4 separate regions of the Mus musculus genome follow, and all the other regions are linked to region 2. Evidence: chromatin contacts called from public Hi-C data. All regions are on one chromosome and are shown on one strand. Each heading gives the region's core, a stretch centred on a gene start, on an enhancer-like site or on the middle of the called end of the contact. The rest is flanking DNA. Distances are from core to core; before and after follow the strand shown.

What was found. Hi-C and Micro-C count contacts between places; a contact is called where the count stands out from the background.
Region 1: a Hi-C map of regulatory T cells shows a contact between it and region 2, with 8 times the contacts expected there. The contact joins the promoter of Pet117 here to the promoter of Mkks in region 2. A contact is called at or near these places in 2 of 484 Hi-C or Micro-C datasets (CD4 T cells and regulatory T cells).
Region 3: a contact with region 2 is called in a Hi-C map of B cells, with 5 read pairs. The contact joins the promoter of Dtd1 here to the promoter of Mkks in region 2. A contact is called at or near these places in 2 of 484 Hi-C or Micro-C datasets (B cells and CD4 T cells).
Region 4: a Hi-C map of CD4 T cells shows a contact between it and region 2, with 4 times the contacts expected there. The contact joins the promoter of Rrbp1 here to the promoter of Mkks in region 2. A contact is called at or near these places in 2 of 484 Hi-C or Micro-C datasets (CD4 T cells and regulatory T cells).

The regions. Positions count from the first base shown.
Region 1 is chr2:144,365,820-144,370,783 of GRCm38.p6, reverse strand. Pet117 (PET117 homolog) reads right to left here and starts at 1,801. Exons shown (of 2, transcript NM_001164813.1): 1 at 1,627-1,801. The coding sequence starts at 1,722. Kat14 (lysine acetyltransferase 14) reads right to left here and starts at 1,749. Exons shown (of 11, transcript NM_181417.3): 1 at 1,627-1,749.
Region 2 is chr2:136,889,889-136,894,719 of GRCm38.p6, reverse strand. Mkks (McKusick-Kaufman syndrome) reads left to right here and starts at 3,314. Exons shown (of 6, transcript NM_021527.2): 1 at 3,314-3,677. It overlaps Slx4ip (SLX4 interacting protein), which reads right to left and starts at 2,552. Exons shown (of 8, transcript NM_028834.3): 1 at 2,359-2,552.
Region 3 is chr2:144,596,528-144,602,006 of GRCm38.p6, reverse strand. It overlaps Dtd1 (D-tyrosyl-tRNA deacylase 1), which reads right to left and starts at 2,054. Exons shown (of 6, transcript NM_025314.3): 1 at 1,916-2,054. The coding sequence starts at 1,958.
Region 4 is chr2:144,008,405-144,013,130 of GRCm38.p6, reverse strand. It overlaps Rrbp1 (ribosome binding protein 1), which reads left to right and starts at 1,868. Exons shown (of 24, transcript NM_024281.2): 1 at 1,868-2,132.

The sequences.
Region 1 (4,964 bases), core at 552-3,051, 7.5 Mb before region 2:
TCACTAAATACAAACGATACTGCTTTCCTAAAAACCAAGTTAACCGGGGCTGGAGAGATGGCTCAGTGGTTAAAAGCACTAACTGCTCTTCCGAAGGTCCTGAGTTCAAATCCCAGCAACCACATGGTGGCTCACAACCATCTGTAACAAGATCTGACACCCTCTTCTGGAGTGTCTGAAGACAGCTACAGTGTACTTACATATAATAAATAAATAAATCTTTAAAAAAAAAACACCCAAACACATACATAAAACCAAGTTAACCATCTTTAAGTTAGGAACCATCTGTAATTGATGTCTACTAAGTTCCTTTGAGAGTTAAAGACAATGTCTGTAAAGTGAAAAACACTGTGTCTGGTGTGGGTAGACAGAAAACAAGCCATTATTTCCTTTACTGCCACCTTGAAGTTTTCAAGACATCTACCTTCCTCGATGTTACAGTAAGTCGCTAATGAATAGCTACTGGACAGCTTATTTTGGTCAGTATGTCTTGGTCACTAACTTCCAAGAAATAACTAGATCTTTGCACACTTCCATTCTCTAACTGTGATTCTCAACCGTTTCATTAAAGCCTTTGGCGTGCCTTTTGGAACACAGCTGAGTCTCCATGCTCCAGAGATCTGATTTAATTGGTCTGCTCATACTGTAAAAACTTCTCAGGGGAACAGAGTTTGAAACAAAACTGATAGCAAACGCTGTCTCCAAAACACATCAGGAGGACACAGACACCCTGTCTTCCAAGTTTAATTAGAACCACCATCTTTTCCTTTTCCTCCCAAGAAGGAAGTTTCTTGCTTCTACTCCAGAAGATATCCCTGGGGAACCATATTTTAATCCCAAATCTTTAATTCCTTGTGTGCTTCTCCATCACTGCACATCGACCCTGCTCCTCAAAATGGTTCTGAATTTGCAAGCCTAGTTTCATTGCAATTCCTAGTTTGTGAATACAAAGGTCGATGGTCTGGTGACTCTTGAGGCTTTCAGTAACTTCTGCCCATGGCAAATCCGATTCAAACCAAATAACTGTAAAGGTATTGCTTGAAAGGGCAAATACCAAGTACTGGCCAGCACAGTGTGGCACCATTATAAAAAGAACAATCTCGAGAGGTTATAATTAACTATGTGTTCTCAGTGTGCTCAGCGCACTAGCCAGCGTTGCAAACTGGAATGAGGAAGAGTCGGTTAGTCGCTGATTAATAAGCCAGTTATTCTCCGAAAGAAAGCCATTAAAAGAAAACGTGAAGGGCGCTCGCTACCTTTTATCCTTTCCAGAACCTAAGTCCAGTAGCAAAATGTTTTGTTAATGCAAGTTGCAAAAATCTCAAGTTTCTTTAGCCAAAGGCACTGGGGGGTGTGCTGGGTGTGAGCTGCTTTATCTCCGGATTTAACAATTCCTGGGTAAGGCTTTGTGGGCTGTGCTGCCCCCAGGGCCTCGAGCTCACCCTAGCAACTCTCTAACTCTGGACTACACCCCTGCCCCGAGGCTTCCGCCCCAGTCTCCCGCCTCGTGGCTGGGGGAGAGAAGTCGGCGTCCTGAACGCGCCCTTGCAGCCCGCCCGGCCCGCCACGCGCGCAGGGACAGCTGCGGGCTCGGCGCCCCGGAAGACGCGGTCACGTGACACCGACCTGCCGGTCCTGCCGCTGCTTCAGATGCACGCCGGCCACCGTGGCCGCCGTCAGCAGCACCGAGAGGCCCAGCACTGCCTTCGAACTCCTCGACATTCCCGCTCCCGGCCGCGGACTCGCTCCCGCGCCCGCCCCCGCCGCCGCCACAGCCGCCGCCGCCGCCGCAGCCGCAACGGGCCAGGCTCGACCTCTCGAGCGCAGAGCCGTTGCAAGTGCTATCGTCGCCAGGCTCTAGCAATCGAGCGCCGAGCGTAACCCCTGGCCCGCTTCGCTGCTTCTTGGGAGTGGCTGCCTGGGGCCCTGGCTTTCCTATTTGGGGACCGCCTTCACCAGGAAGTCGCAGTGCTGGGCTGCTTTGGAGTCGCGAGGGTGGGGTTGGGAGTGCCAGTGGAGTATGTACGGAGGACATCTGGTCGCTATGGGGCGACTGATCAGACCCTAAATTTTCTTAGAGTCTAAAAGCTGGGTGGTTGGTTTTTTGACAAGGTATTGCTGTGCAGCTCAAACTAGCTTCAAACTCGCAATCCTGCCTCAGCCTCGGCTACACCTTGTTGCCTACTAAACTTCTGTTGGGAAATGCACTGGGTCAGGCAAGGATCCGGACATGTTTAGCTCCTGTAATCTTAAGAAATGGCGTTGCCCGGCGTGGTGGCTCACGCCTTTAATCCCACCACTCCCGAGGCAGAGGCAGGCGGATTTCTGAGTTCGAGTCCTGCCTGGTCTACAAAGTGAGTTCCAGGACAACCAGGGCTATACAGAGAAACCCTGTCTCAAAAAACCAAAAGAAAAAAAAAATGTCGTTGATGCCCTTGGAGCCTTTCAGGAATGCTTGTAAGATCCTTGTGTCAGAGTAGTTCACAAGAGGCTAAGGATGGTGTCATTTGCACTTACCCCTTAAATTAAAAAAGAGACTTGGCTTCCCAGAACTTTTAAGTATTTGTGATGCCAATGAAGAATGGCATATCAGTAAATCACTCTTACCCAGGAAAGTACACATTCAAAGCTGCTGCTGAAAACCGATAGACAACAATGATAAGGCTCATTCAGGCCTTGATTAGGTATTCCCAGTGTTTCCCCAACATTCACTTCGTCTCAGTATGCTTTGCTCTTTCGTTCTCTGTTAAGTGAACCCAAACGGCATGAAGAAAATACTATTATGAACAGTTAGCATACTGCATTGGTTATATCTTTGGTTTTTTTTTTTTAATTAATTTTTTTGGTGTTTTTTGTTTGTTTCTTTGTTTGTTTGTTTTGACAGGGCTTCTCTGTGTAGCCCTGACTGTCCTGGAACTCACTTTGTAGACCAGGCTGGCCTCAAACTCAGAAATCCGCCTGCCTCTGCCTCCTGAGTGCTGGGATTAAAGGCATGCGACACCACGCCCGACTTTAATTTATTTTTTAAAGAATCTAGGTTTATTTATTTTTAAAGATTTATTTTATGTATATGAATACACTGTAGCTGTACAGATGGTTGTGAACCTTCATGTGGTTGTTGGAAATTGAATTTAGGACCTCTGCTTGCGCCAGCACAAAGATTTATTTATTATTATACACACCAGAAAAGGATATCAGATCTCATTTCGTGTGGTTGTGAGCCACCATGTGGTTTCTGGGATTTGAACATAGGACCTTTGGAAGAGCAGTCAGTGCTCTTACCTGTTGAACCATCTCACCAGCCCAGGTTATATCTTTGAATGTGAAAATAGAGTTTGGGACCAGTGACTTTTAGAATGAGAAGAGATTCAAGTTATTTTTGCATATTTCCCTAAGGAAAAATCATGCCACAATACTTTTTATTTATGATAACCCCAGACTTTTCATCCAGTAAATCAGCGAGTGTAACAGCTATGAATGGCCTTGGAATGACACCAGAAGTATAAATGACCATGCATTCTATTGTGATTAATTTTCCAATTTGTCTTCTTTAAATGTATTTTGTTTTTAAAAATCTCTTATGCTAGGCAGTTGTGGTATACACCTTTAATCCCAGCCCTGGGGAAGCAGAGGTAGGCAGAACTCTGAGTTCGAGGCCAGCCTCGTCTACAGAGCTAGTTCCAGGATGGCCAGGACTACACACAGAAACAATGTCTCAAGAGGAGGAGGAGGAGGAGGCAGCTGTAAGTGTTGTGTCTAAAGTGTAGGCCAATGATTACAAACCAAAGCAAGATGTTTTTTATAATTATTATTACTTACCTTAGTAGCTGAATGACTGTGTGCCATCAGATCCTGAAAAGCAACTTATTTATTTACTTTAAAATAGTTGCTAGAACATCTAGTTTGGGTGTATTTTTAGGAGTGGGCACTGTAATTAAAGAAAATAGTTTACTGGGCAATTGGAAACGTCTACTAAGTAAGTCTTATTTTTCCCTCTTTTATGCCAAGGTCTTTCAGAGAAAGCATCACTGATGACCACATATTATTTACCATGTTCAGTTAACTCTTACATTTAAGTTACACCTGAAGTGCTAGGAAGGCTTGTGACAGGACAAGAAGAGGCTCCTCCATCTTGTACTCTTGCTGAGGCCACTTTGGTTTAACTAGGATTTGATCTGCTTGATGAAGAATCCTGTGGAAAATTACCCAACTCCATTCTATACCCATCTGTCTTAGTCAGGGTTTCTATTCCTGCACAAACATCATGACTAAGAAGCAAGTTGGGAAGAAAAGGATTTATTTAGCTTATACTTCCACATTGCTGTTCATCACCAAAGGAAGTCAAGGACTTGGAACTCAAGCAGGTCAGGAAGCAGGAGCTGATGCAGAGACCATGGAGGGATGTTACTTATTGGCTTGCTTCCCCTGGCTTGCTCGCTTTGCTTTCTTATAGAACCCAGGACTACCAGCCCAAGGATGGCACCACCCACAATAGGCCCTACCCGGCTTGATCACTAATTGAGAAAATGCCTTAGAGCTGGATCTCATGAAGGCATTTCCTCAAGGGAGGCTCCTTTTTCTGTGACAACTCCAGTTTGTGTCAAGTTGACACACAAAACTAGCCAGTACACCATCCCAAGGTCCATATGCCCTACCTAACTTATCTTAGCTTCTGTTAAACTGCCTGCTTGTGCAAACCTCAGACTTGCAGCTGCCAAGTGAGGTATCAAGATGTATGGTCTTTGTCTTTAAAACCCTTACCCTAATACCAAGAACAGGTCCAGCTGGCTGGAATAAAGACTTTGATTTGCCTATAAACTGTCTGAGTGATCATCTCTGGTGGGTTCCCTTAGGCTCATCCCAAGGACCACATCGCTCAAAGGAGAAGCAGCAATAGGCAACAGTGAGAGTCCTTTTTACCAACTGTGGCCAACCGGAAAGAAGGAGGAGAGAGTACCCCAAAC
Region 2 (4,831 bases), core at 2,065-4,564:
CTGTGGCTGTAGCTCTGTGATAAAGCACTTGCCTAACAAGCACTAAGCCCTGACTTCAATTTGCAGCACCACAAAAGAAAAAAAAAAAAAAAACTAACTAGGAAGAAAAAAAAAAAGAAAGAAAGAAATGAGCTATCAATATAACAAAGATGGTTCTCAAAATAATTACTCATACTCCCTCTCAAATTAAAAACCATAGTACGAGATTCCAATTGAAATAAGAATCTAGAAAATGCTTGTTTATACTGATAGGTCAGCAGCTGCCTAGAAAAAAGTAGCTAGAGGAATTACCAAGGAACATGATCAAACTTTGGAGCGTGATAGGTATGTTCATTATTTGACTGTGATGATGATTCACCAGTGTTTATATATGTAAAACACATCACCTGGTACATTTTAAAGAAATGCTGTTATTTGTACTACAACTTCATCTCAATAAGGCTATGTTTAAAAGAAGATCTTTTGATTTAAAAAATGTATTTAAAAATCATCTTCCTGGCCTTGGGTAATGTATTTAGACCACCTTGTTTTTCAAATTGATGCACAAAGTGGAAAGCCAAAGAATTTCAGTCATGGGAATGTATAAATAAAATCTTAATAATCCAAACTTGTAATTATAATATAATAAAATATACAGCTACAGGTAATATTTTCATAGCTGCTAGTATATGCCAGGTACTTCTTAAAAGAATTTTTTTAATTTATGTGCATGGGGGTGTGACTGTGTGCACCTTTGCACATGTGAGTGTAGGCACCCGCAGACATCAGACACCTCTGAGTTCCCAAGAAGCTGGAGTTACAGGCAATCGTGAACTGCCTGACATAGGTGCTGGGAACTAAACTCAGGTTGTCTAGAACAGCACACAGCTCTTGACTCTGGGCCAGCTCTCCAGCCCATGCCAGGTACTTAGGAAGCACATTGCTTGTATTAACTTAGCTAACTCTCACAGGAGTCCTACCTTACAAGTTAGGAAACTCAAGCACAAGGGTGGGTAACTGTCTTTTAGATCTCAGAGATGGAGCTGGGGTGAAGGAAGTAGGATGTACAGTCAGGGAAGACGTTTCAGAACTGATTTTTTTACCCATCCACACTACATCACTACCCTTAGTAGCACTGTAAAAATTGCAAACAAGCAATATTTCAGTGTAATAATGTTTTCCTACATACTCATAAAACATGAATATCCACAATGGAAACATTCATGTGAGACTCAGTAAAACAAATGGTGTTCATTCTTCTTTCCCACTTAGACTAAGGAAAAGACATATATGGCAAAGTAACAATTACTGGGAAGCTGGTTGACAAGGTAACCAGTCACTGGGACATTGGTTCAACACCCACCCAACCTAATACTCCTCCCTGTCTCCATGGTATTTTAAGTAAAGCCAAGAGGGAAGGTGAAAACCAATCTTACGCCTAACAGCATGAAAACCATGTCTCAAATACCTTAGTGTCATCTATATTCCACATAGTCTCCATTTCTATCTGCAACTGGTCTGAAGTCTGGTTTAGAAGCTTCCCAGGTGACTGTCATGGGCAGCCAAGGTTGAGAACTACTGATTTTCTTTTCTCATACAAGAAGACACAGAAGAAAGCCTGGTGCTACAAAAAGCTAAGGTAAGCCACAGTCCAAAGTTTCCAAGTCACTATTATACTGTGCCCAAGTGCAGCTTCTACTCATTCCAAGAAACATGCTCCCAGAAGATGCTGGGATGGCTGGTCGATGATTACACTGAGCAACAAGGCCATGCTACCTGGACTATTAGCCTTACAATTATGGCTATATACAGTATCCAAGAAATACGAGAAGTGAGAACATGAAGTTGCTTGTCCAGCAGTGCTAAAAAAAAAAACATTAGAACATTATGTTCCTGGTCCCAGCTTTGGATATATCAAAGCAAGTGGATGAAAAGGAGGTTTCGTTTTGTTTTGTTTTGAAGTTTACTTCTATATTTTATAGCACAAAACTAGCTAAGTATTCAACAAATTCAATGAATGAATGAATGAATGGGAAGAATATACAAACACAGCTGATCACATTTTAAAGTCCTCTGGGAGCTATATTCACCTCTATAGATGCAGAAAGCCATACAATTAATGATCAAATTTGCTGTTCCATCCATTTTGCTTTGTTATTCTACGGAAATTCCCTCAACGTTATTGTCCCTTTAAATCTCAGTCTTCCTGAACAGTGGTGTTTAACAATTCTAATGGAAAGAGAAGGAATACCTAAGAGAAAAATTGTGTTAAGTCCCAAAATCCAAAACAAAAATACGTATTGGTATAAGATGGCCAAACAGTTCGGTCCAACTGAGGGAAGAGCTGGGTTATCCGAACGAAGTATCACACGCTCTTACCTACGATGGTGGCGGGAGGTGGGTTCGGGCTGTAATGCTTTGTTACTGTCCGGGGTCACTGGTGGACTAGTATAGTACCTGAACGGGAAAACTCAGACTAAAAAGGCGGCAGACCAAGCTTCAGCAGCTTTGGCTTACTTCCCGTTTCCCAGCGTCCCCTCGCACGTTAGAGAATGCAACCAGCGCCCAAACACAAGATGGCATTATCGACTTCATTCGGTTGGAAGCCACTGCCAGCACCTACGATGGCGCCCGAAGCCCTGGCTAAGGTAATGGGATAGCCGGAAAGAACTGCCCAAACGAAAAATGGCTTCTGTCGATGATATCAACGCTTTATGGAGACCAAAATAAAAATGGCGGCCAAAGCGGATTTTTTTTTTTTTTTTAAGAGGTTGGAAAAGCCACAAATACAATTGGCAGATAATGTATCACTGTACGTCAACGATATGTACTGATGGACAACAACAACAAAAGCCGTGTTTTTCGTATCACAAAACTATAGGGCAAGAGTAGAAAATATTTTTAATGAGGAAGATTAAAAGATACGTTGAAAAATAAAGGTGCCTTTCACGGTGCCAGAGAAAAGCGAAATAAAATATGTTTAAACATAATTTCATAATGCTTCGGGTGGTTCAAAAGAATAAAAGACTTATCTCTGAAGAAAAAAAAAAGAAAGGCAAAGCCAAGGAAATTAACCAACCGGATCCGGCACTGAATTGAAGACTCCCGACTTCTGCCAACCCCGCTCCTAGACTGGGCGGAAGTTTCCTGCATGGCGACAGGCTCTGTCTGCGCATGTTCGCTCTCTGACGTCACTCGGACCGGCAGGGCGGAGCCAGTTTCTACAGCTTAGGGCGTCCTGAGAGAGGTGGGAATTGACAACTGAGTGACAGGGCAAGGCGCCTTGTGATTGGTCAGAACAGAGGAAACGCCACCTAGGACTGGTAACAGCTTCATTCGTTCTACAAATACCTTTCGAGAGAGCAGAGAGCCGCACGCTCTGCCACCTTCTTGGTGCTGTGATGTGATGTGATGTGACCTTTCAATTTTGGTAGCGCGCACAGACAGAATACACGTCTGCCCGTAAGATTTCCGGTGACGGCCGCAGCTTTCCTTTGCGGGAGCTTCACGCAAACCCCGGAAGAGGGGCGGGGGAAGGAGGGGTGGTGCGCGTGAGCATAGAGTTGCGCATGCGCCTTCTTGCCGCGCAGGGCAAAGGTGGTGGCGCTCCGCTGCGTGGTTGGTTGCTGTGCAAGCGCGATTTCTGGTTTCTGGTGGTGAAGGTGGCCTGACCTAGAGGTGCAGCTGCTGGTGGGCAGGTGAGAGGGGCCAGGCCGCTGGTGGAGAAGCCAGCCTGCGGCCTCACCGCGTCCCCGCACGGAAAGGTCGCGAGTGGTTGGGACAAGGGTATTTGGGGGCGGGGATACAGAGGCACCTGGCTACCGGATTGGCCCAAGGACAGCTTTCAAAGTAGCTTCAGAGCGGGGCGGTGGTGGTGCACGCCTTTAATCCCAGCACTTGGGAGGCAGAGGCAGGCGGATTTCTGAGTTGGAGGCCAGCCTGGTCTACACAGTGAGTTCCAGGACAGTCAGAGCTACACAGAGAAACCCTGTCTCGGAAAACAAACAAACTAAACAAAACAACAACAATAAAAACAAAGTAGCTTCAGGATGTGACTATCTGATGATGGATCAGTGTGGGTGAGGAGGAGTGACCAATATCAGGTAGAGTTTGAATAGAGCTTCCTCAAACTCACATGCACAAGAATTGTAACTGAAATGACAGACCCATAATGCCACAGGAACTGGAAATACCTTTAAAATGCACGTTATTTACAGTTGCTGGCATCTTGAGAAAGCAATAAGTTGACACGTTGGGGGAAATGAACAGCCTAAACTACTCAAGGCAAGCAAAAAGACAGTTGTCATTCTGGAGTTTTACTCTCGGGTTGTTAGCCAGTTTCTGAGATTTACATATCTCTCATCATTTCTTGCTTTTTCCCCTTATTCTCTGAACATGACCCAGGCACCTCAGTGGACACAGAGTCTGGTTAGTGTCTGTTGATATCAAACATGCACAACCTGCCATGGAGAGATTACCCCAAATAAGCAACTATGTATAGTTTGGATGTGAGGTGGTCTGGAGGTTTTTCGTTATTGTTATTTACTGGTTTCTAATTAATTTTCTGAAGATAACTAATTTGTAATAGAAGTTAAAGTTGATTGTCATGTTTGCTCAAAATTTCTGGTATTGCCTAACACCTCTGTATATGTAGATTAGGTATCCAGAAGTTCACACATCTGATCACTTGCCAACTCTTTATTAACTGTCCTCAGACAAACATAAGTGCCATCCATTCTGTCTTTGCAGCTTTTCTGTGCTGTAAAAGTTTTCTTATTTCCTTCATTGCTTACCTGGCTTCCACACTTTCACACACACACACACACACACACAAAACCACAAAACCTGTTTC
Region 3 (5,479 bases), core at 805-3,304, 7.7 Mb before region 2:
TTAGCTTACGCTCGAGTATGATCAAAGGGCTCCCTAGGGAAATCCCAAGAGTGTTAGACACTTTGTGCAAGTGCCAGCCCAGGGCCTCACACATGCCAGGCTTGGTTTGGTAGGAGAGGGTTTCACTAGGTAGCTTCAGTCTGCACTTCAACTCACCAGGTAGGTGGCCCATGCTGGACTCAACCCAGGGTGCTGGGATGATAGGAATAGGCCACCACCTACAAGCAAAGGTACATTTTCCAAAGTCCAGATCAGCGGGATTGGGGGCTTAAGGAGCCAAAGCTCAAAATTTAAATCTGTTGGTGATAACCACATCAAGTAGACAGCTTCTCCCCCCCAAAGAGCAAAACCATCTTTCATCAGTGAATTTTTCCAGTTTTCATGTGCTCAATATTTACTGAAATGTTATTAGAGTCCCATAAACTCCTCTCCTATTCTGCTCCTTATTAGTCCAGGATGATTTCCAAAACCAAAGTTAACAGAACAGCTTGCAACTCATTAAGCAGGATTAGAAGGTGGACTCTCGAGTCTAAATATGTGGTTTGGCTACTTGGTTGGGGAGGAGTCTTGGGTCTAGCTTTAAACTCAAAACCATGTATTTAGTATAAAATGGTTTAAAGAAAAAGATATCTGTATTGCTTGATCTGAAGCTTTGGTGAGGAGGGGGAATCTTAGAGACTCTTTTGTTGTCCAATCTGCTTTCTGTTGTCCAATTCCTGGGCTCAACACAGCTCCTTCCCCAGCCTCCAAAGTGGCTGTGACTACAGGCCTTGGCATCTGACCTGAAAATGTACTTCTGCCTCTATAAACACAGCTGGGCAATGGTGGTAGACACCTTTAATCCCAGCACTTGGGAGGCAGAGGCAGGTGGATCTGTGAGTTCAAGGCCAGCCTAGTCTACGGAGTGAGTTCCTGGCCAGACAAGGCTAAACAGAGAAACCCTGTCTCGAAAAGGAAAGAAAGAAAGAAAGAAAGAAAGAAAGAAAGAGAGAAAGCAAGCTAGCTAAATGAGTGATGGGTAGACTTGCTGCCAAGCCTAATTCCATGAGTTGAATCCCAAGGACCCACATGGTGGTGGCACATCTAAATTGTTCTCTGGCCTGTTACACACAGAAACACACACACCAAATAAATAAATGTATTTATTTCTTTAACTTAAAAGACTAAAAGAATGGCACCAGTCGTTTCTATTTTTTTAACACTTTTCAAATAACTACAGTAGCTGGATCCTGAATATTTCAACTAGCCTCCCACATTCAACTGATGGCTAATGGCTGAGCATCTGGGTCTATATTAATTAATGGGAAAGAGAAGCACGTCATCTTGAATTCTGTGGTTCTGACCCATGGCTGAAGGTTCAGAGACCGACATCCAGGTGCAAGCAAGGGATGTTCTGCACCCAGTGAGGATGCCAGCAGATATTTGCTCAAAGCTGCCAGAGCTCAAACAATTAGCAATTCCTCCGTCTGTCCATTTTATCATGAGCCAAGTTCTATTTTAAAAAGAAAAGATATGCAAAAGGGGGTTGTTAAAATGCTACATCTCAGACAGAGCGGTGGATAAACGAGCGATTCCGCTCCGGAAATCTCCCCTATGTGTTGTTTGTGCAACAGTGCATTCAACAACGGGCCCTGGGGATGCTCACAGGTTCTGGCACCTTGTCTGTGAGGAACACACACACACACTCACAAAGATAATGATGATGATTATAATGGTGATGACGACGGAGATGAGGGTTTATGTAGCAACGAAAGCACGGAGCCTGAACCCATGAGCGGCCAGGCACGTGCCGGATCTTCTCGGCCACGGCGCTGCCCAGAGGCTGCCCGGTAACTCGGGGCTGCGGGGAACCCTCACACGGAACAGCGGGTCGCGGGGGTCAGAGGCTGCTCTCTCCCCGGCCCGCCCGACTGACCTGTGACGCTAGCCCGAGTGACGCGCTGCACCACGGCCTTCATGGCGGCGGCTGTAGCGACTGGAATTTGCTGTGTGGTCAGACCTTGCGACTCCGCCGGTGGCTCCTCGACCGGCGCCCTCTACCGGCAACACCGGAAGAGCTCCGTGAGGACCCATTCCACAGAGCTGCGTCCCGCCCACGTCGGCCACACCTATCCAATTGGCCCCGCCCATGTCAATCACCCTCACCTGTCACCTATGCATAACCTAGTCCATTTGTGGTAGGCGCCGCCCTATCCACCCCTGAACTCCTTCTTAAGCACTATAGTCCCAAACTGCCAGCCTAGTCTCCACTATGTCCAGACACTCATTAATTTCTGCTCCAGTTTCTTTCTCTTTCAGTTTTACCCTTAAGTTTTTTTCCTGCTTTTCTCCCTCTTTTCCAATCCTCCGGTCACAGATTTTCCAAAATCTTCACTTGTTCTGTAGCCTCAGCAGCAATCCTGTTGCTAAAAACAAAAGGACCTGCTGCTAACATAGCCATTTAACTACATAACTATTGATTTACCTTAGACACAATAGTTAATAGGTCTATCAGTCTAGAATTCTAATTCCTTCCTAATACAAATCTAATACTTAGCCCTATCATAGGGTTGTTAGGAAATTTGGATGGGCTGTAAAGATGCTTAGATGGCTGCAAAGAACTGTATAGCTATTACTGTACTAAGTTTTCATCACTAAAAAATAACATCTTCATAGTCCAGTGGTAGTCCATGTGTTTATAATTAAACAAAGAAAAAGAAGAATGGGGGGGGGGGGAGATAGTCCCAGCTACTTGAGATGAAGCGGGAAAGTGTTTTAAGTCCATGAGTTCAAGACCACCAATGTGGGCAATGTAATGAGACTTTCCCTTAAAAACGAAATAGGAGTATCAGAAAAAGTTCACCCATTTCAGAGTGTCTTTGCTTTGAACGCCTCTTCCAGGATTAGCAGATTCAGAAAAGCATTTGTTAGAAAGCAATTTGATAGAACTGTTATTTGGCCCGAAATACTCTAAGGAATGGTGGTTGAACATCTGTGATCCAAGCATTCTGGAGGCTGCAGTATGAGGATCACGCTGAAGTTCAAGGCCAGCATGAAATACAGAGTGAGATGTTGCTTTCCCCCTCACCCCCCCAAAAAAACAAAAACAAAAACAAAAAAGGCCTAGAAATGTGTATTATTGTGGGGTATCCATCAGATAAGACTACTCAGACCGGGGTTAAGCCAGTAGAAAGTCTTTATTAGCCAACTGGCAACTACACTGGGTGTTCAGGATCTCATTAAAGCTCAGATTCTTTTAGAGTGAGCATTTAAGCAAAAAAAAAAAAAAAATTCCTCGGTTGACATACTTCAGTTAATAAGCACAGTTAGGCTAAAGCAATTACAGAAGTCAAAAGGCAAGCTTAGTGCATTTGATAGATTCGGTCTTCCTTTTCACTCTGGCAAGTGGTACTATCTACATACTGAGTTTTATGGAGTCAGTTGTGCTAAGGACTGGGAGCCTTTTATATTATGCTTAAATATTAAATAGTGAATGCAAAATTGCATGAGTTAAATTGTCAAGGATACCACCAGCAGCAGCAGCAGCAAGATCAATGGGTGTCAGTCACATGCTTCCTGATATTGAAGGATACAGTGGTAATTCTGCAACAACAAAACTTAACCTGGGGCTAGAAGTGTAGCTCAGTGGAACATAGTACTTAGCTACCATGTAGGAAGCCCTAGGTTCAGCCCTTAGCATCATATAAGCCAGGGATGGCAACACTTACCTGGAATCCCAGCGCTCAGGAGGTAGAGAGGCAGGAGCATCAGTTCAAGGGTGGAACTGTACAATCGAAATGCAAACTGCACTGCAGGAGACTCTGCATCTAATTGTTTAAAAAACCTAAATCAGGAACATTCTATCAAGTAGTCAGTTTTTCACATCCAGGGAAAAAAGTCTGGCTCAATGGGTAAAGGCACTCCCTGGGGGCTGGAGTGATGGCTCAGTAGTTAAGAGCACTGGCTGCTCTTCCAGAGGTCCTGAGTTCAATTCCCAGCAACCACATGGTAGCTCACAACCATTTGTAATGGGATCCAACGCCCTCTTCTGGTGTGTCTGAAGACTGCTGAAGTGTGCTCACATATAATAAATAAATAAATCTTTTTTTAAAAAAGAAAAAGAAAAGGCACTTGCTGCCTTTAATGACCTGAGTTTGATCCCCAGACCTCTCCCTGACATCACTAAATGTCCTCTGAGCTCCACATGCACCCTATATCACATGCAAATGCATGTTCACAGACGTGCACACAAAATAAATAAAATGGGAGAAGACTGTATTATGCATGAACTTTGGTACATCCTGGCCAGGAAAAAAAGAAAAGGGAGAAAGTTATTAGTAGGATAACAATAACTCCCTTTGAGTTGGTATGAGCCCACTGATCCAGCAAAGCACTGTTTATAATTGTGGTTTCATTACAAATGATTCATATTTGATTAAAGACCTTTCTCTAAATAACTGATCTACAATATTATTAATTTGGTTCTTCCTAATTAAAAAAGAAAAAAAAATTAGTTTGCTCTAAGTAGTTTCTACCAGAAAAGGAAATCAGACACCCCCAGACTGAAGTTAGAGATTGTTGTGAGCCCCCATGTGGGTGCTGGGAATTGAACCCAGGTCCTCTAGAAGAGCAGACAGTGCTCTTAACCATTGAGCCATCTTTCCAGCCCCTTATGCTCTTACAGTATTCTATTGCCCCATGAGAGTAGAAGTCTAGCAGTTTATCCTAGACTTCTGTCCTGCTCTGTCCTGCCAGACGCCCCACTCCCTTAGCTCTCGCCCTTCCGTGTCTGTAAAATCTCTAAAGATGGGAGATGTTTTGTAAGGTACCTGCTGCTGGTTTCCTGAGTGCTGAGGACTTAACCAGTGCTCTGTTTACACTCAGAGAGCATTCTACTAGAGGCCCCCTCAGCTCACCCACCTCTCCCATGCTTCCCTTCCTGTCTTAGGCTGATTCTTGCTCATTCAGCTCGATGCCTACCACACTGTTCTAATATAAATATATTCAATTAGTATCAACTGGCTCTTGGCCTGGGAAAAAAATATCTCAACCGTTGGGATTCTTATCCTACCATCCACCCCTATGCCTTGCAGTGTCTCAAATATCTATGAGTGAAAACCACTACTCAGCTGGGCGTGGTGGCCCACGCCTTTAATCCCAGCACTTGGGAGGCAGAGGCAGGCGAATTTCTGAGTTCGAGGCCAGCCTGGTCTACAGAGTGAGTTCCAGGACAGCCAGGGCTACACAGAGAAACCCTGTCTCGAAAAACCAGGGGGGGGGGAAACCCACTACTCAAGAGTGTGGGTATGGTGGCACGTGCCTTTAATTCCAGCACTTAGAAGAGAAGCAGAGCTTTTTGAAGCCAGCCTGATCTAAATACACATAGAGTTCCAGGACAGCCAGGGCTACATAGAAAAAGACTCTATCTCAAAGACACCAAAAAACAAAACAAAAACAAACAAACAAACAAAAACATTACATAAGGGTAGAGAGACGGCTG
Region 4 (4,726 bases), core at 619-3,118, 7.1 Mb before region 2:
GAAAATGACTGAGTGTGGAAAGGTGATCTATAGTGATTCCTGCTGATTAATCATTAATTCCCTAAGACACTGAGATTCAAACCAGAAATAAATAGTTTAGTTTCAGCCTAACCCCTCTGTATTCTCTCCTTGCAGTTTTACTATAGACCAACAGCTGTCAAGTAGCAATGGCCAAAGGGGTGCTCACAGAGGAACTGAGGCAGGAACTCTGCAGCCACAGAGGCTGGGGCAGGTGTAGTCCTTTGGCCTTTTAGAACACTAAATCTTAGAGGCTGGGGAGGTGGCTCAGTGGGTAAAGTACCTGCTATGAAGGCCCTGAGTTCAAATCCCAACATGAATGTGAACACTCCAGGTGCCACCTACAATCCAGCACTGTGAAGATGGAGACCGTCACTCACTGGTCAGGCAGCTGAGTTAAAGGAGTGGGCTCCAGGATCATAGACAGACCCTGCTCGAGCAATAGAGAGAGAGATATGCCTGATATCAAATTCTGTGTGGACTCGAAAGGGGGGTGGGGGACAGAGGAGAGAGACCAAACTTCATTTCAAAGAGGCTGATCTTGCCTCAGGCTCAAAGGAATAATTTTAAGAGCTGCAGTTAAAATGGTTATAACCTAAACTTAAGCTGGCATGGTGTTTCATGCCTTTAATGCCAGTACTCAGAAAACAGAGGCAGGAGGAACTCTGTGACTTTGAGTTCTAGGCCAGCCTGTTATACAAAGCAAGTTGTGGGACAGCCACATAGTGAGACCTTGACTCAAAAAAAAAAAAAAAAAAAAAGAAAAGAAAAGCACTTAAAGTTAAGTTATTTCAATTGAACTTGGTTTTGAAGAGAGGCTTTTGTGTTGATGAGATGGCACAGGGAAACTACTTTTAAGTACTTTCTATGCAATCTGACTGAGTTTTGATCCCTAGAAACAGCCATGGAAGGAGAGAATCAAGCAGAGAGTTGGTGCATGGTGGCATATGCACCCCTCTTCTAAGTAGGTGTTGGTTGTTGTTTTTTTGTTTTTATAAAGGGGTAGCTGGCTAATATTTGGAGTATCACTAGATCAATTTCCTGGGTTGCTATCATATTTTCTTGGGCCAAAACCTCATGGTCCCAACATCTGAAATCAAGTGTCACAGGATGGATGTAACTCTGCTGTGTGATTTGTACAAGGACAGTATATTATTCTGTTTAGGGAGTGGCTTTTCTTATCAAAATTTCCACCTCTATTTCTTTTGTTCTTTCCAGGTCTTCCACCTCAATTCTCCCACTTATTCAGTAAAATATGGAATGCAGAATGCAGTGCCTTTACGGATAGATAAGGCCCCATCCTCCCTGCTCTGACCCTTGCAGAACTCTTCTTTAGACCCAGAGGCTGGTGCTTTGTGTGACGTTATTTGGGTTTAAATAAGGCATTTTCCCAGTTGTTCACGGTTTGTGCAGTCCTCCTGAGGGTAACATTCACGGCCACCTCAGCCCGGCAGTGTGGAGGAAAAGAGCAGCCTGCGGCCAAGGGGATTCGAACCGCAGTCTATCGGCCTAGGCGGAGCCAAATCCGAATAAGCGGTGGCGTGGAGAGCGGAGGCCTGGAGTGGGCGGGACCGGCAGAGGACCTCCCTAGGTGGGCGGGGAGTTAGAGACCCGCCCCCGCGCAGAGCTGAGAGTTGCGCTGCGCGGCTCCGCCCCTCTTCGGCCCCGCCCCCCGCGGCTCCCCGCAGCTCCTCCTCTCTCTCATTGGCTGAGACGTAGACCCTCCTTTTTGGCCAATGGTCGCCACCGCGGCGCGGCCGTCCGCGGTCTGATTGGTCAGAGGCCGGCAGAGTGGCGGCTAGTGAACCAATAGGAAGAGGCAGCTCGATGAATGGCTGGTCCGGGTGGGGAAGGCAGGAGGCGGCGATCCCGGCGGAGGGGGCCGTTCGCCAGCTCCGAGGCAGAAAGTGCCACGACTCCACACACGCGCACGCAGCCAGCGAGCGGCCGGAGCGGACGGCGGACGGGGCGGACGGCGCCAGGGTCGCAGTGTGTGCAGCTGCTCAGGGGCGGCTTCTCGGTGGAGGCTCGGCCGGCTCCCCTCTTGCGGTTCCGCGGCGGCGGCGGCGGCTGCTCTTGCCCTCTCGCTCTCCCTCTCGCGTCTCCCGCTGCAGGTAAGAAACTTGGCCGGGCCCTGCAGCGGCGGCGGCGGTGGAGGCGCGCGGGCTGGGCCGTCGGGGCGCCGGGCCGGTCGCGCCGCGAGTGACACGTCTCCTCGGCGGCCCCTCCCCCGGCGGCGCCGGCCCGCACGCCCGCCCTGGCGGTAGCCGCGGCCCCTCGAGTGGGACGGAGCTGCGTGTGCCAGGCCGAGCCCGTGCAGGGGCGTCGGCCGAGCGCGCCCCTCGGGGTGGATTCCCCCGGCCGGCAGGCCAGGAGCTGCGGCGGCCCCGCGGCACGACGTGGCGACCCCTCCCTCTCGGCCGGGCCGTCGGGCCGGCCCGCGCGCTCCGAAGTTGGGCTAAGAAAGTTGGCGGCGGGGCGGGGCGGCGCACAGCTGGCGGAGGAAGGGGTTAAGTTTCGGGAAGCCACCGGATGACGTTGCCGGGCCGGAGTCCGGGCCGGAGGGGGTTGGGGGGGCGGAAGGCGGTGGGCCGGCCTGGGACGAGGGCTGAGACTGGATTGGCGACGCGGGGGCCCAGAGCCCCGGGCTGCGGGCTGTGGCCACAGGACACGTCGGCAGCCCCGACGGGGCGGGCGGGGGCCACAGGGCTCGCCGCGGGTGCCGTCCGGGACTGGCCGTAGCAACTTCCCGGAGTACGGGATGAGGCTCCCTGCTCCCCCTGGCGGCAGGGCCGCAGCACCGTTTCACGGCGGGTCCTCGCGGAACCGGCACGAGGGTGCGGGACCTGGCCAGGGTTGGGGCCACCCGGGGTCCTGCCTGGCGTCTCTTTCCCGCGCCCATGATTAGTGGACCCGTGGTGCTAGGCCTGGGCGGAAGTCGGCACCTCCGGCCCGGCGGGCCAAGCGCCCTGGCACTGGGCCCGCCGTCTGTCCCGGCCCGCCAGGCTCCCCGGCAGTGCCCGGGGAAGGGAGGCCGGTTGACCCGGGCTTACTGCAGGCTGTGCAGGATGCTTCAGAGACTCTTTCCCGTAGGTGTCACGCTTCGTCGACAGTTGCTAACCAAATGCTTTCTCTCAGAGGTTTCCCATTTCCCCATCTGAGAGACAGCAGTGGAGACCCAGCACGTGTAGGGAGTAGCCAACTGGTATTGACTGTTCTTGTGGGATGTGTGTTTAGGGACGTGAGAGACAAGGGAACAAGGTGGAGCCTGGCTTGCACTGCCAACCACTGCAGAAGTCGCACACCTGGATTCCAGCCCCATGAACACCGGAGGGTCATGTCTCCTAACCTCTGAACCTGGGGTTTCTTTATCTCTTGCCTGAAGATAGTACCACCCACTCACCACTGAGGTCAGGGGAACTGAGCAGGAAGTGTGAGATCTTGTGCAAAACCGAGGGCAATTTGGCAATCAGTCCTCAGGTCAGAGGTCAGGACTGGGAAACACCAAGGAAATGAAACTTGGATGGATCCCTAGAGCCTCCCACATCTCTGTTTGCTAAGCTAGCAGTTCATTTGCTTAAAGCCTAATGGTGGGGGTTGGGGTCCTGGGTTGAATTTTGTGTAAAGACTCACATTGTAGGCTGAAGAATTGCACATTGGACACAGCCCTTCACTTAAGTATTCTCTCACCATCCACACCACTTCCTTACATTTTTTTTTTCTGTTATTGTTTATCTTAACTTCCTAAACCTAGAGAAATTTCTGGGATTTGCTGGGGGTTGTCATAGAAATGTGTTAATGAACTTTGTAAGGTCAGCCCACTATGGTCTGCCAACTTGTTTCTCTTTAGAAGCAGCTTCCTGTTCTGAGGGCCTGGAGATGCCACTTCCCTTCTGTTTAGTACAGGAGAAGAGCTACTAAGAGGTCAGCACAGATGCTGGGGCAAGCCTGGATTGTCTGGCTTCTGGACTAGTTGAGGCCTACAGAATCCCACGCTTGGGGGCTGAGGGCCAGAAGAGGAGAGCTGGAGGTTTGTGTGAAGCTGTGGCATAAGCTACAACAGAACTTTCCGCTTCCATATTTAGGACTTGAGCTCTGTTTACCTGTTCTAAGTAGTTAGAGCGGTATTATAATGTATGGATATTTTATGTTGATGGGAAACATTTTCTTCATTCTCTCTCTTTCCCCTCCTCCCATCCTGCCCTCCTTTTTTCCTTTCTTTCTGCAGTGTTTTAGGACAGAGTCTTAGGTTGTCCTGCCTGCCATTGGGTCGTCTAGGCTGACCTTGAACGCCTGGCTCTCTTGCCTCTACCTCCCAAGTACTAGGATTACAGGTGTACACCTAAACACCCGGCTTGATGGGGAGTTTTAAATAAATCCTGAATCGAGTCACATTCGAGCAATTATGCTCTTTGCTGAAATGAGCCTTAACTCTACATGCTACAATAATTATATAGCACCAAACTCAGTTTAAACGGTTGCATGCAAATGATTTAATTGGAATATTGGATTATTGTGTAGCAGGGATACCTTTTAAAAGCATAGGAGCCCAGATTCTTACTCGTTCTTTTATCCCCAGAAGCTATAACTAATAGACTTATGACAAAGGGGTAGAACCACAGTCCTTATGATTTTCCTTGTTCAAATCTTGCTTCTAGAAGGAGAACACCCATTTTGTTATCCCTGTATAAATTGCAAGCCTACAATG